Regions from separate parts of the Mus musculus genome. Here region 1 is linked to region 2. Evidence: chromatin contacts called from public Hi-C data. All regions are on one chromosome and are shown on one strand. Each heading gives the region's core, a stretch centred on a gene start, on an enhancer-like site or on the middle of the called end of the contact. The rest is flanking DNA. Distances are from core to core; before and after follow the strand shown.

The links. A called contact is a pair of places that touch in the nucleus more often than the background predicts.
Region 1: a contact with region 2 is called in a Hi-C map of rod photoreceptor, with 26 times the contacts expected there. The contact joins two enhancer-like sites. A contact is called at or near these places in 3 of 484 Hi-C or Micro-C datasets (double positive thymocytes, retina and rod photoreceptor).

What each region holds. Positions count from the first base shown.
Region 1 is chr3:87,164,040-87,170,283 of GRCm38.p6, reverse strand. The region is part of intron 1 of Kirrel (kirre like nephrin family adhesion molecule 1); the gene reads left to right. Among named protein-coding and RNA genes, the nearest start is that of Kirrel, 7.4 kb to the left of the region's middle. Within about 2 kb of position 4,288, at least 74 of the 459 cell types and tissues checked have an H3K27ac peak or open chromatin away from gene starts, as enhancers often do. A contact at or near this core is called in rod photoreceptor, where this site is marked.
Region 2 is chr3:69,305,914-69,312,561 of GRCm38.p6, reverse strand. No RefSeq gene overlaps it. Among named protein-coding and RNA genes, the nearest start is that of Ppm1l, 7.7 kb to the left of the region's middle. Within about 2 kb of position 3,436, at least 1 of the 459 cell types and tissues checked has an H3K27ac peak or open chromatin away from gene starts, as enhancers often do. A contact at or near this core is called in rod photoreceptor, where this site is marked.

The DNA.
Region 1 (6,244 bases), core at 3,039-5,538, about 18 Mb before region 2:
AGTGGGGAGAAAAAGATTGTTTCATTAAGGTAATAATAGCATTTAAACATTTAAAAACAGTCTTTTATTTTGAGATTCTGCCCTATAGTTTTGGGTTACTCTTTCTTTATGATTCTGCTGGTTATTTCTTTAAAAGGCTTTACTTGCCAAACAGGATTTATACCCTTGTGTTTGTTTCTTAGATGAAACGTAGCCTTTCTAATCCATGGGTTTATACGTGGAGCCTTGCCCCGTCCCCTCCAAGCTGTCTCCGTAGTGTCAGGACCAGGCAAGTGTTGATGCACTGTGTGGAGTCTGGAGACAGCCTGTGCCTCTCACCCTTAGCCTCCAAGCTAGTAGTAGAGGCTGAGGACTTTGGTGTCCTGTCATGCTCACCTGGAGGGGCTCTGCTTTGCCTTTCAGCCGGTTCCCTAGGGATCTGCCTGGCCTCAGGTCCTGAAAGGGATCATGGGAGGTCAGCAACATACCAAGGTATCAGCATTACCTTTCTCTGAGTTCCTGCTGTGTGCTTTTCAAAATTGATGCTCCTGCCGTTCCATAGATAAGAAAACCAAAATTGAGAGGTTAAACAACTCGCTGAGGGCCATCTCCAGAGTGTTAACACCCTGATCCAAGCCCTTTTATGTCTCCACAAAGCTTATCTGTGTTGGCAACCTCTATTAGATGGGAGGAGAACCTAGGCCTGCTGTCTTGTTCCACGCACCAGTCCTCTGAGATAGGCTGCGTAATTATCTGTAGTTTTGTAGCTAGGAGTGCTAGTCCAGCCTTAGTTACCCTGGGTTTGGTATCATCATACAGAGGTGGGAGCAAAATATTAATATCCATCAAAAAGAGGTTTGCATTGCTTCAGTCTCTTTCCTCTTAGGGTTTCAGGTGTGTTTGGGGGGAGGGGGAGGGGGGGGACTGGGTGGGGGTGGGTGATGGAATCAAGCCCAGGGCTAGGCAAGTGCTTCCTCACTGAGCTCTAAGCCTAGCTCCCCAATTCTCCTGTCTTCCCTGTCTGTCTTCCAGCTTTGTAACTATGTAACGCTTTCAGATTTTAGTAGCTGTCACATGTGCCATAACATTTGATAGATTATCATGTGATATAGGCAGGATCATTGTTATTTTTCCATTTAGTAGAGGAGAAAATGGAGTTCCAGAGAAGTTAGATGGCTTGTGCGAGGCTGCAGGCTGAAATGAAGGAAGTGGCTGGGATGCACCGTTCTTAATCTCCCCAGCTTCTGGGCCATGTTCCCTCTGAAGGCAGGCAGGGAAGCTGCTCAGAGAGCCTCTGACAGAGCTGCACCCTCCTGCCTTCCCTTTGCTCTCCAGCTCTTCCCAGGGCTCCAGGCCAGTCGTGCTGGCCAGTCTCTCAGAGGAGGTTTTGACCTGGAAAAGGCTGGGGGTTTCGGTGGAGGAGGAGAAAGAGGTTGCTGTGTTCTTGATCTTGAAATATGAGACCAGAGAGTAGAAAGTCCTAGGAGCCTAGATGCAGAGTGGCTCTCAGCGTGGAGAAGGGAGCCATGCACGCATGCTCGGGGAAGGGCTACTCCCGGTTTAGCCTGGAATAGTAGTAGTACTAGGTGTTGTTCCATTTTATAGATGGATAAGCAGAGGCCTAAATAAGTTAAACAAGTTGTCCAAGAGGACATAGCCAAAGGTAGACAGTCAGGATGAGAAACTGTCAGTGACTTGAGTATAGTGAATGGGAACAGATCACAGAAAGACACTCCTGAAGGCTGTGGGTGGTGGCCTCTTTAGTAGTGTTGACACATGCAAGCCTGGAGGTGGGGGTCCCATGTTATGGGAGCGTACACTGCCCTTCCCCAGGCACATCTGGACAGCAGCATCTGTGGCTGTCCTGGCCCTTCCATTCACCACAGAAAGGCCTGGTGTGAAAGCGTTTCTATCCCACCACTTTTCTTTGTGGCTGTAGCAGCCCTCTTGGCTCCTTGTGTTGCATGTTCTGCATCTCCTCTCATAGGTGTGCACGCTGCCAGGCTGGCAGAGCCAGAGCCCTTGTGTCCCCTGCTCCCTGACTCTGGCCCCTCTGCGTCTTTCATCCCCTGCTCTCTTCACCTTTCCAATCTTGCTTTTCAGACAGCGTGGACTTGATGGAGTCCTTACGGCACCCAGGATGGAAGCTTCTGCAGCTCCCAGTTGCCCCTGAAGATCATTTTTCTTTCTATTCTGCTCTCCCTCTGTCTATCAGCTTCTCCCATGTGGAAGGGGGCTCCCAGTTTCTCCTTCCTACACATTTAATTTCTTCAGCAACTTTTATTAACCTCGCTCGTCTCTGGGGACTGCAGTGCTCATCCGTCTCTGCCCTTCTCAAACCCATTCGACAAAATTGGGATGGTATTGAAATAAATGGGCCCTGCAGCCAGCCACCCTCTTCAAGATGGAGGCTCTTAAATCTGGGCTAGAAATCTCTAGCAAATGCCATTAGTTTTCCAGGAGATAATACTACTGCTTCACTCTGGGTCTGAGCCCTGGGAAGGTGCTGTCAGAATCTCCCAGAATACCATGGGGTCTGGGTTTTTGAGTCAGAGAAGGGATAGCAGAATTCTGAGTCTCATGTGGCACTCAAGGCCCAGTGGGGCTATTTCAGGAAGCGATTCTACGTGTGTTATCTCTCTCCCCAGCTTCCTAACTTGGCTTAAGAATAATAAATTCTTCTTTAGGACAGGATTGCTTGTTCTCTCTGACCTGCATTTCCTTCTGAGGCAATATGAGGAGTATATCCTAACCGGAGGCTGTGGAGAAAATGCAGAATTAGTTATTTCCCTCACCAGGAATGTTCAGTCACTCATGGCTTCATGATCAGAACGGTATAGCCATGTATGGAATAATGGTGGCAAGGCCTTCAGAGAGATGCGTCATTAGGTACTTTCTTCAGCTGGGTCAACATCACAGCGTACGTAGCACAATCCTATTGCTAGGCGGTAGAATCTTGTGCTTCCTTAGGGGTAGGCATTTTCTCACTGACCCCAAGCATCATTACGGGACTGGAATGAAGCCTAGTGGTTGAGCGCATGCTAATGTGCAAGCCCCACCTGCACTCAGCCTTCAGCACCACCAATAGAACCATACTGCGAGAAAGCATGTGGATAGATTGCATACTACAAGATGAGTAAGTTACTCTCTCTACTCCTAAGGGTCTTTATCTTTTATGTGAAATTATTCAACTCCATTGGCCTCAGTTTCTTCTTCCACAAAATGGGGACAACTAATTTAAAAAAAAAACTAGTATAATTACTTGGAAAATGGGTACAAATTATGTGGAATAATTTAAAAAATTATAATATGTAGTTTCTTCTTATCTAGATACTAAAACCCCCAAACATACCACACACACTATGCCCAGTGTGTGTGTGTATGTGTGTGTGTGTGTGTGTGTGTGTGTGTGTGTGTGTGTGTGTGTGTGTGTTTCTGTGTAGGTTTGTAGGTTGGTATTAAGTTGCTGCTATAGTAGCGTGAAGGCCAGAGCTGGAGGATTTTAGCAGAGAGGAGTTTGGGCTACAGTGATTTCGACAGCTCCCTGGGAGATGTGGTCTTAGAGCTAGGGATGGATATGTATGTAGCAAGCAGAGAAAGAAAACCCCATAGGTCCACCTTCCCAAGTCAAGGTGTGTGGCTGGCAGGCAGGCAGGAGCAGGAAGACTTTGGAGTGAGGTGGGGGCTCGGAGGATATAGTCTGGGAAGAGGCAGACCTGCTGAGATGAGCTCAAGCCAGAGACTGCTAACTAAACCCTGAGGACTGGCTGGTTCAAAGACAGCTCTCGAAGCCAGCTGGACTTTATTCTTTTCTTTCTTAATTTTCTTCTTATTGTTTTTGTTGTTGTTGTTTGGTTGTTTTGTTTTGTTTAGCTCTGGCTGACCTGGAACTAGCTTTGTAGACCAGGCTGGCCCCAAACTCTGCCTGTCTCTGCCTCCAGAGTGCTGGGATTAAAAGCGTGCGCCACCACTGCTGACTGCTTTGTTCTGTTGATATGTCTCACCTTGTAGCTCATGTAGGCTGCCTCTGCCTCTTGCGTCTTGAGCCTTCTGAGTTTTAAACAGAGTGTGTTGAAAACAAGTCATGGTCTTTATATCTTTCTCCATCAAATTTTCCCCTCCTCCAAACTCCTAACCTGCGAGGGCTGCTGTAGAGATTTGTAGCCCCTATGGTAAAATAAAAAGTAATAAAGTAAAATGTGCAAATGAAATAAAGATCAATTTGACTAGGTGAAAGTGAACAGAAACCATTATGAACGTGTCATTGGAAGTCCCCAGTCTGTGACCTGGGTTTGGAGCCTGGAAGTGGGGGTGCTCTTGGAGAGTCCTTTGGCATGTGGTAAAACTCTCTGGAAGCAAGGTTCAGCAGAGAGAAGGCAGAGGGCCTTCTTACCCAGATACCTGGAGTTGAGTCCGAGCCATTTGTCTTTGTCCACTCTGAGCCTGGGCATAGTCTATATTGTCCAGGGTTGAGAGAAACACCAGGTTTAGACTTTCCCGGGCAGTCTCAGACTGTGTCTGCAGCCCTAACACTGGTTACTTAGGGATAGAGCAGCTCAGAATTTCTTAGGGCCTCAGCAGGGAGGTGAGCTTCCTGGGATTTCAGTGGGAACCTCCTCAGAGAGGCCCTGGCAAGGAGACAGGGGAAACAAGCACTGGCTGGTGTGTGTATGTGTGTGTGTGTGTGTGTGTGTGTGTGTGTGTGTGTGTGTGTGTGTGTGTGTGTGTGTGTGTGGTGATCCTAGGCCTGGGGATTAGAAGGTGAGATTTAGTCCTGTCCTTGAGGCACTCCCAGCCTGCCGTGGGAGGTGCATCTATAAACACATACAGACAGTCCTGCAAAGCAGAGGTTGCAAGAGAAGTATGTGAAAAATGCTGGGAGTCTGACTTTCCTGCTGGATGCTTGAAGCTGGGAGTACATGGTGGGAAGTGGCTGTACCGCTCGTTCGCTTGCTCGCTGTGCCTGCAGCTGCGCTGGAGCGCTGGGCAGCTAGATGTCCTGTCTCTGGAGAGTCCTCGTGCCCCTGCTCCAGACAGAAGGAGCCAAGGACTCCCCAGGATCGAACCTTCCTTCTGCCTGAGGATTTTGATTTGTAAGAACAAAGGCAGTTTGTGGAAAACACCCTTTCCTCAAGTCTCCCAACCTCTTGTGTCCACTTTCCTCTCCCCAGCCCCCGCTCCTGCCCAGCAGAGCTGATTTCTAAATTAACTTTCTCCTAATCAGCTCAGCTGAGGTTTTATTATTATTCCCCCTCCCCGAATTCTCCATGCACAGCCTGGGGCCCTATGTGCTCCATTACCCAACATTGCCCCACCATGAGGCCCTTTTAACTGTTTCTTCCCACATTCTGTTCATTTAACTGGGAGCTTATTATAGGGAAGGAAGAGATGGCCAGAGGGACTGAAAACAGAGTGGAGCAGGAGAAGGCATTTTCTAAGCAATGAAAACCCAGAGCTGGGCATGCTGGCTGCTCTTAGAAAAATGGAAGTTTTCTTCTTCTTCATTTTTAAGCAACCGAGGACTTCCTGCCTAGACCATGGGATGCTTCCTCTATGACCTCCAGCCCCAGGATCTTACCCACTGCTCTGTGGATCTGTCCCACCTCACCTCCCAACTCCTTCAGGAAATCTGCCACCTGGACTGCATTGTGGGATGGGGTCCCCAGTGTCCCCACAAAGGCCCCTCCCCTCCATGCTCACTGTGGCTATGCTGACAAAGTAGGCACCATTCAGTGCCAGCACTGGCTACTTTGTGGATGATGCTGGCCTTGATGCGCCTCTCTCCCTACAAACACCTGGGGACATCACTCATCCCTGGTCAGTTAGTGGAGTGAGCGTGCAATCTCATTTTAATGCTAGTATGAGCCAGAGATAACTAGAAGGGAATACTCACCTCTGCAAACTATTATGATGCCTGGCCCAGGCAAGTGGGAATGACTTTTGGACTGTCTGTACCACTCTTGTGCTCTGTTTATGCAGCGCACGGAGAAATTGGTAATATTTGCATAAGAGGGTTTTGCACACACTTTCAATTTCACTCCTGGGTCATGATGTAACACAGCTTACTCTGTAAAAACAGGTAACCGAGAGTCTCCTAGGATACCACCACTTAACCAGGGGACTATAGGAGTATTAAGCCTTTTTTGCCAGAGTTGGGCACTGTGTGCCCCTTAGAGCCTTGGCTTGCTTCCTTGGCTATAAAGTGCAGATGGTTGTCCCTGCCCCCCAGGGTGACTGTGACAATTTGAATGACATGATGTCGAAA
Region 2 (6,648 bases), core at 2,187-4,686:
TTATTTTGGTTTGCTTTCTTTTTCTTAAAATAACTGTATTACAATGAACTTACAAATAAAACCATCACACAGCTAGATTTATGTAGTCACGCGAACACATGCTTGCCCAGTCCCGAGCTCTGTTTCTCTCCATGAACTTCTGTAGAGTTAGGCCATTCTGAAGCCGTGGAGGTTCACTTAGAGGCTTACACACTTTCACTGTCAATCCTATTTTTATATAGTATCCACCACAAAAAGAAAGGAAGGAAGGAAGAGTGGAAAGAAATAGAACTAGCATTTATCCCCTTTCATGGCCTTTGTGAGTATTGACTGGCTGTACACAGTCCTCTAACACTTGCCTGTTTACCTACAGTTGTATTTCCACAGCCTCACATGTTGCTATATAGCTACAAATCGATCATTTTACTTCAGTACAACTAGTATACTCATCCTCCACACAGAAGTATCTAGTTGCTAAGTTTTGTGGTTTCATTTGTTTGTGTGTGTGTGTGTGTTGTTGTTGTTGTTGTTGTTGTTGTTTTATTTTGATGAACAATCTCATGATTTGCATATGTATTGCCTCATGGTGTGTGTGTGTATCCAAGTCTCTCCAGGGATACCCATGGGGGTGAAATATCGAGACAGTAGGGAATGAAAATGTACAATATTATAATTCATAGTTCGAAATGTTTTTGAAAAAGTTACTTCTATTTATAGCCCCACCAACCACGTGACTAAAGCACCTCAATGCAAGGGCCGTGCGCGTTCTGTCCTAAAAGTGGCTTTCAGTAAACAGCTGACACGGCCATAAGAGTTAAGCCATATTAATCTTCAGCGCATCCTCTCAAACATTTCCAGATGCAAAATTTGATAATAAATCTTAGTTTTAAATGGTGTTGGGGGGTGGGGAGTGGAATGAATGTTTTAGTTGTACCACTAAGAAAAGAAATTCAACATTTTAAGTAAATGTTATAGTCTATCAATTCGAGCTTATTTTAATATCCCACGTGTTTTGTCAAATGAAGAATTAATTTCATAACACTAATATTCGGGCACAACATAATTTTTATTTTACTGTCCTTAAGAAGCATAAGATTGTTGTTGGTAACCCAAGTCTTTATATTAACTACAGAAATAGATCAAGGGTACCTGTGTTTGGAATAAAACACAGCATTGCACCAAATCTGTTCATGTAAACCACTTTTCCTAAGAAACCGTCATCCACTTTTTTTAGCCTTGTCTTTAATAATCTTCTAAAACGTTGCTAAATGCCGATGTTAACTGGAAAAACAAAACAAACTGTTGGGGAGTGGAGCAGAAAGGGAAGAAAATACCTCTTGGGAATTATTGACTGGGGCTGGAGAGATGTCTCAGTGCAGCAGAGCCCAGTTAGGGAGCTCACAACTGCCTGAAACTTGAGCTCCAGGCTATGCTACACCTTCTGGTATCTGCGGGACCCTCATGTGTACTCACATATACACAAGCACGTGCATGGAAAACAAATAATGGGCTTAAAACAATTGTTGTTGCTATTTGGCTGGAGAAGTGGCTCAAAAGTAGAGAGAGCACTTGCCTGGATGCACGAAGCCCAGAAACATACATCTCAACTAGGTTAAAGAGAGATCGTGACCACAGCAACTCTTATGAAGAAAAGCATTTAACTGGAGCTGGCTTACAGTTCAGAGGTTTAGTCTGTTTTTGTCATGGTGGGAAGCATGGTGGCATACAGCCAGACATGTTGCTAGATAGGGACCTGAGAACTCTACATCTGGATTCAGAGGCAGCAGAAAGTGACAAAAAAAAAAAAAAAAAAAAAAAAAACCACTAGACCTGGATTGAGTTTCTGAGACTCAAAGTTTTTTCCGGTCTAGCCTCGAACTCAGAAATCTGCCTGCCTTTGCTTCCCTAGTGCTGGGATTAAAGGTGTACACCTCCACTGCCCTGCGAGACTCAAAGTTTTGCCCACCCCCTAGGTGATGCACTTCCTCTGACAAGGCCCCACCCACTCAAACAAGGCCACGCCTCCTAATGATACCACTCCCTATGGGTGTATGGGTGATTTTTATTCAAACCACAGTACAAAATCATTGTTTACCTTATGAGATAACTCAGTGGGTAAAGGTACTTGCCACCCAGCCTGAGTTTCATTCCCAGGACCCAGATGGTGTAAGGAGAGAACTGACTCCTGAAAATTGTTGTTTAACCTTCACACATCACACACACACACACACACACACACACACACACCATATACTTTTAAAGAATAAAATATGCAAAAACTGAATTAACTTGCTTAGTCCAAATGAAAGTTAAATTAACAAGTATTTGGAGGAACATCGGGCACCACAAAAAAATTTAATTAATTTGAGATGAACATCTACTTGTGAAAGACTCTGAGAGGAGCCCCTCATTCAGGCCTCAGGACAATAGCGGACACCCAAGAACTCACGATAGACCGAGCTTGTTGCAAACCACATGAGGCTTTATTCAGGGAAAGCCAGAGCTCTGGGGACGACTCATATCCCACGCAGGGGTAGAGGAGTCGACCTCGAGGGGAAAGAGGTCTCAGTTTTTATAGGCCCTCAGGGGGAAAAGGAGAAGGGGGAGAGTAGGGGATTTCCAGATCTAAACAATGTCTATTCTCAAGAAATGGGTATGAGAGGGGTACAAGGAAAGAGTCTAATGAAGGTGCAGCAATGGGCACACACCTGGTCAGAACATTGGCAGACACACAGGTTCAAGGAGTGGCCAGAGCATTGTGCACCTCTATTTTTCTAAATCAGTGAAGCTAGTTCTGCTAACACTAACGTCTATCTTGCCAATTTCAGGGCTTCTGTGTCCTTTTACATTCTGCCAGGATCTTTCACTTGTATCATAATAAAATAGACTATCATTAACATTCCCCTTTGGGGAGAGGTGTATCCAGCAATATTCCATTTGTATACCCAATTCTTGTAAAGGCCTCTCGACATAGCCTGAGAATAACTGGATTGCCTTAAGGCTTCCTGTGTTCTACAGACAGTTTCTATTGAAAAACGCGTCATGTTGGGGTCACTAATAGGTGAAATTGGAACACCTGACTAATTTAAACTTAAGATGTTTTTCTCCTCTCTCTCTCTCTCTCTCTCTCTCTCTCTCTCTCTCTCTCTCTCTCTCTCTCTCTCTCTGTGTGTGTGTGTGTGTGTGTGGTGATCGAGCATGCATGCGTGTGTGTGTGTGTCCCAGGTTGATGCTGGGAGTGTTCAGTTACTCTCCACTTTAGTCACTAAGACCAGGTTTGATTGAACACACAGCTCCCAGATACACCTAGCCTGGCTAACCAGTTTGATCCAGGGATTCTCTGTGTCTACCTTGTGAGCACTGGAATTATGGGAAGGCCATCACACCCACTTGAGTTTGTATGGGACAGGAGGATCCAAACTCCAGTTCCTAAGACTGTCTGCTTGCACAGTAAGTGCTTAACTGCTGAGCCATCTCTCCAGCCCCTACACAGATTATCTGGTGCACAGGTGTTAAGAACTGCAATGTCCTCTTGGAGGATTTTTCTTTCCTTTGATGAGTATGTAGTGTCCCTTCCTATCTCTTCTGATTAGTTTTGGTCTGAAGTATGTTTGCTCAGACTTTGAAATGGCCATACCAGCTTGCTTCTTAGATTCATTTTCATGAAATGTCTTTTTCCATCCTTTTACCCCGAGGTGATGTCTGTCCTTGATATTAAGGAGTATTTCTTGGATGGAGCAGAAAAATGTTTTCACATGCATTCTGTTAGTTTATCTTTTTATCAGGGAATTTAGAGAACGAAGACATCAGGAAAAGATGGCTGTTGTGCTGGTGGTGGTGATGCTGGTGGTGGTGGTGGTGATGATGATGGTGTTTCCAGGTAAAATGTTTTGAGGTTTGGGGATCTGACACACGGGAATGATCATTGGCTGGAGGCCGTGCTGAGGTGGTCCACAGAGGGAAGAAAGCAGGGTGTTCCACCAGTATCTGCTAGGTCCCCTGGAATGGGGACAGAATTAGGAGAGACTGCAAGGTTGTCTGTTACAGAGCTGAGAGGACTGGCATTGGAGGACTGGAGGGAGAAATAACAATTTGCGGTTGGCCTGCCTGCTTCCCTGGTCAGAGTAGCCTGAGGGTTCCCAGGAGATGCCTATTGGATTTGGGGGCTGGGATAAAGCAATGAGCAGGGGAGAAAAGTTTGGAAGGGAAGATCTGTGTGATGGACTGGAAGTGGTAGCAAAGAGCAAGGGGAAGCCACAGCAGGTGTTCTGCTGCAGGGCTCGGGATGAGACTGGGGAATTGGATTTGGAGGGAAAGAGGAAGAGGGAAAGATCTGCAACTAGACTTCCTGCTTCACTGGCCCAAGTGAATACTAGAATGTCTAAGATTCTAAATGACACTCATTACTCAAAGTTAGACTCAGGAATATTTGGAATAATGAGCCACCATTACCTACTTCTAACTACCTGAAAACCTTATCTTAGTTTTTCTTTGTTACACAGCCCTTCTAATATATTCAACCAGTGAGCTTATCTCAAGCTTCATGTCTGCACATTAAGTTGGGAGTTGCTCAGTAACCACCCTTATGGTATTTTCGCCAAACGTATAAATATAGTCAAGAATATACGTACTACTAAAATAGTCAATTTAGGAAATGATGTTTTGAGTATTTTGCTTTTAATACAGTCTACTTAATTGTAAGTGTATATAATTCAACCTGTCTGTGGCGTGTGTGTGTGCGGGTGCATGTGCGCACACACGTATATATGTATATTGGTGTGTTGACTAGTTTTGTGAACTTGACACAGTCTTGACATCAGAAAAGAGAGAGCTAATGCCTCCAAAAGATTTGGCTGTAAGCATTTTCTTAACTAGTGATTGATGGGGGAAAGCCCAGCCTATTTTGGGTGGGGCTGCTTCTGGGCTGGTGGTCCTAGATTGTATAAGAAGCAGGCTGTGTACACCATGGGGAGAAAGCCAGTTAGCAGCACCCTCCATGGCCGCAGCATCAGCTCTTGCCTCCAGGTTCCTGCCCTGCTAGAGTTCCTGCCCTCACTGCTTATGACAATGAACTGCTAAGGGAGCAGTGAGTAAAGTCGACTGTTTCCTCCCGAGTTCCTTTGGTCACAGCAGTGGGAACACTAAGTCAGCTGAGGATCGTCTATTCTCGCTTCTCCTCAGTTTTTGACAGTGCTGATGGCAATGGCGGGCAAGGTGCACCATGGCCCAAAGCAGCATTTTATGGAGAAGGACAGATATCTGTTTCACACACAGAAAAGCTCAAGGGCTTCTGTGGAATCCACTAGCCCTCTCTTGGAATCAGGTGACCATTCAGACCATCTGAAACATGAAATCGCAGCCACCCCAACTAGGTTTCCTGTATTGACCAATGGCTTTTTATGATGTGAACACTCCCCACCCTCAGGCTTAAGACCTGCGCCCTCTAGTTGGGGACCCCAATCCTTTTGACTCTGGCAGGTCACCAAGCTCTTCTCTCAGCTGCTCTGCTCCCAGTGTGTTTGCTAATTTAATTGCTTGACTTCAGTTTTCAGTCCTGGTTCCTGTGTGTGTGGTGGTGGTATGGGACCTGACATCTAAATGGAACACACACAAGGAGGGAGAAATAGTCTCCCTTTATACTCTCCTGCCTGCTCTGTACTCCCCTGCCTGCTCCAAGCAGCCTGTTGCACCCAAGGGAAAGGAGAGTTCTCTTTCATAGTTTATGGCTCCTTTTCAACTAATGATCCATATATTTGAAAAACTCAAACCCCACCGTTCTCTGAAAAGAGTAGACAACCTGCTCCCAGGTCTAGCAGGGGAATCTCCACTAAATAATGCAGCTAGAAGGAAAACCAGGTAAGTCATTACTTAACTGAAATGACCTAAGACTTAGGGCCAGCTACCTCGGCCAGAGAGCAGAACTGACCAGTCTGACCCAGGCTCTCAGATGATGAAATGAAAGTCCATCCCCATATCTATGCTTTTACTAGCATGCATGTTCATGGTATGATCTATAGAGAAAGAGGGTTTCTCACCACTGGAGCAAAGAACATTAAAACAAAGAGGAAATCTTGGCCCTCCTGAAGGCTATGAGGCTTCCCCTACAAGTTGCTATCCTCCACTGATGAGAATATCAAAATGATGACTCCCCAGAGGCAAGAGGTAATCAACTACTGATCTGGCCACCCAACAATACCAATGATACTGATATTCTGGTGACCTGACCCAGAGAGACTCTATGGTACAACCAAGAGGAATTAAAATATGCAAAAAGGAAAAAAATGGACAGTTTGAACCCACAGGCTGATGGAGGACACTAAAGGAAAAGATCATTCTCCCAGAAACAGTTGATGGGACTCTGGTAACTAACCTCCAACAGGGTACTCATCAGGATCCACAGAACTTTGAGCTGCTCAGATCACGGTATGCTACAGCTGCACTCTACAGCCTGGTGCCAGATGTCTCAACCAGTGCCAGATTGGTGTTCAAGTGAATCCAAAACAAAGAGTCCTTACCCAGGAAGGAGTCCAGATGAGAGACCAGCATCCCAGAGAACATGGAGAAACTGAGATCCAGCCCTGCCACCCGAGGATATAAATACTGGCCAGTTTTTATAAATACCTTTTCCCAGTGGGTAGAAGTGTTTCCCACCTATTCTGAAACTGCTCA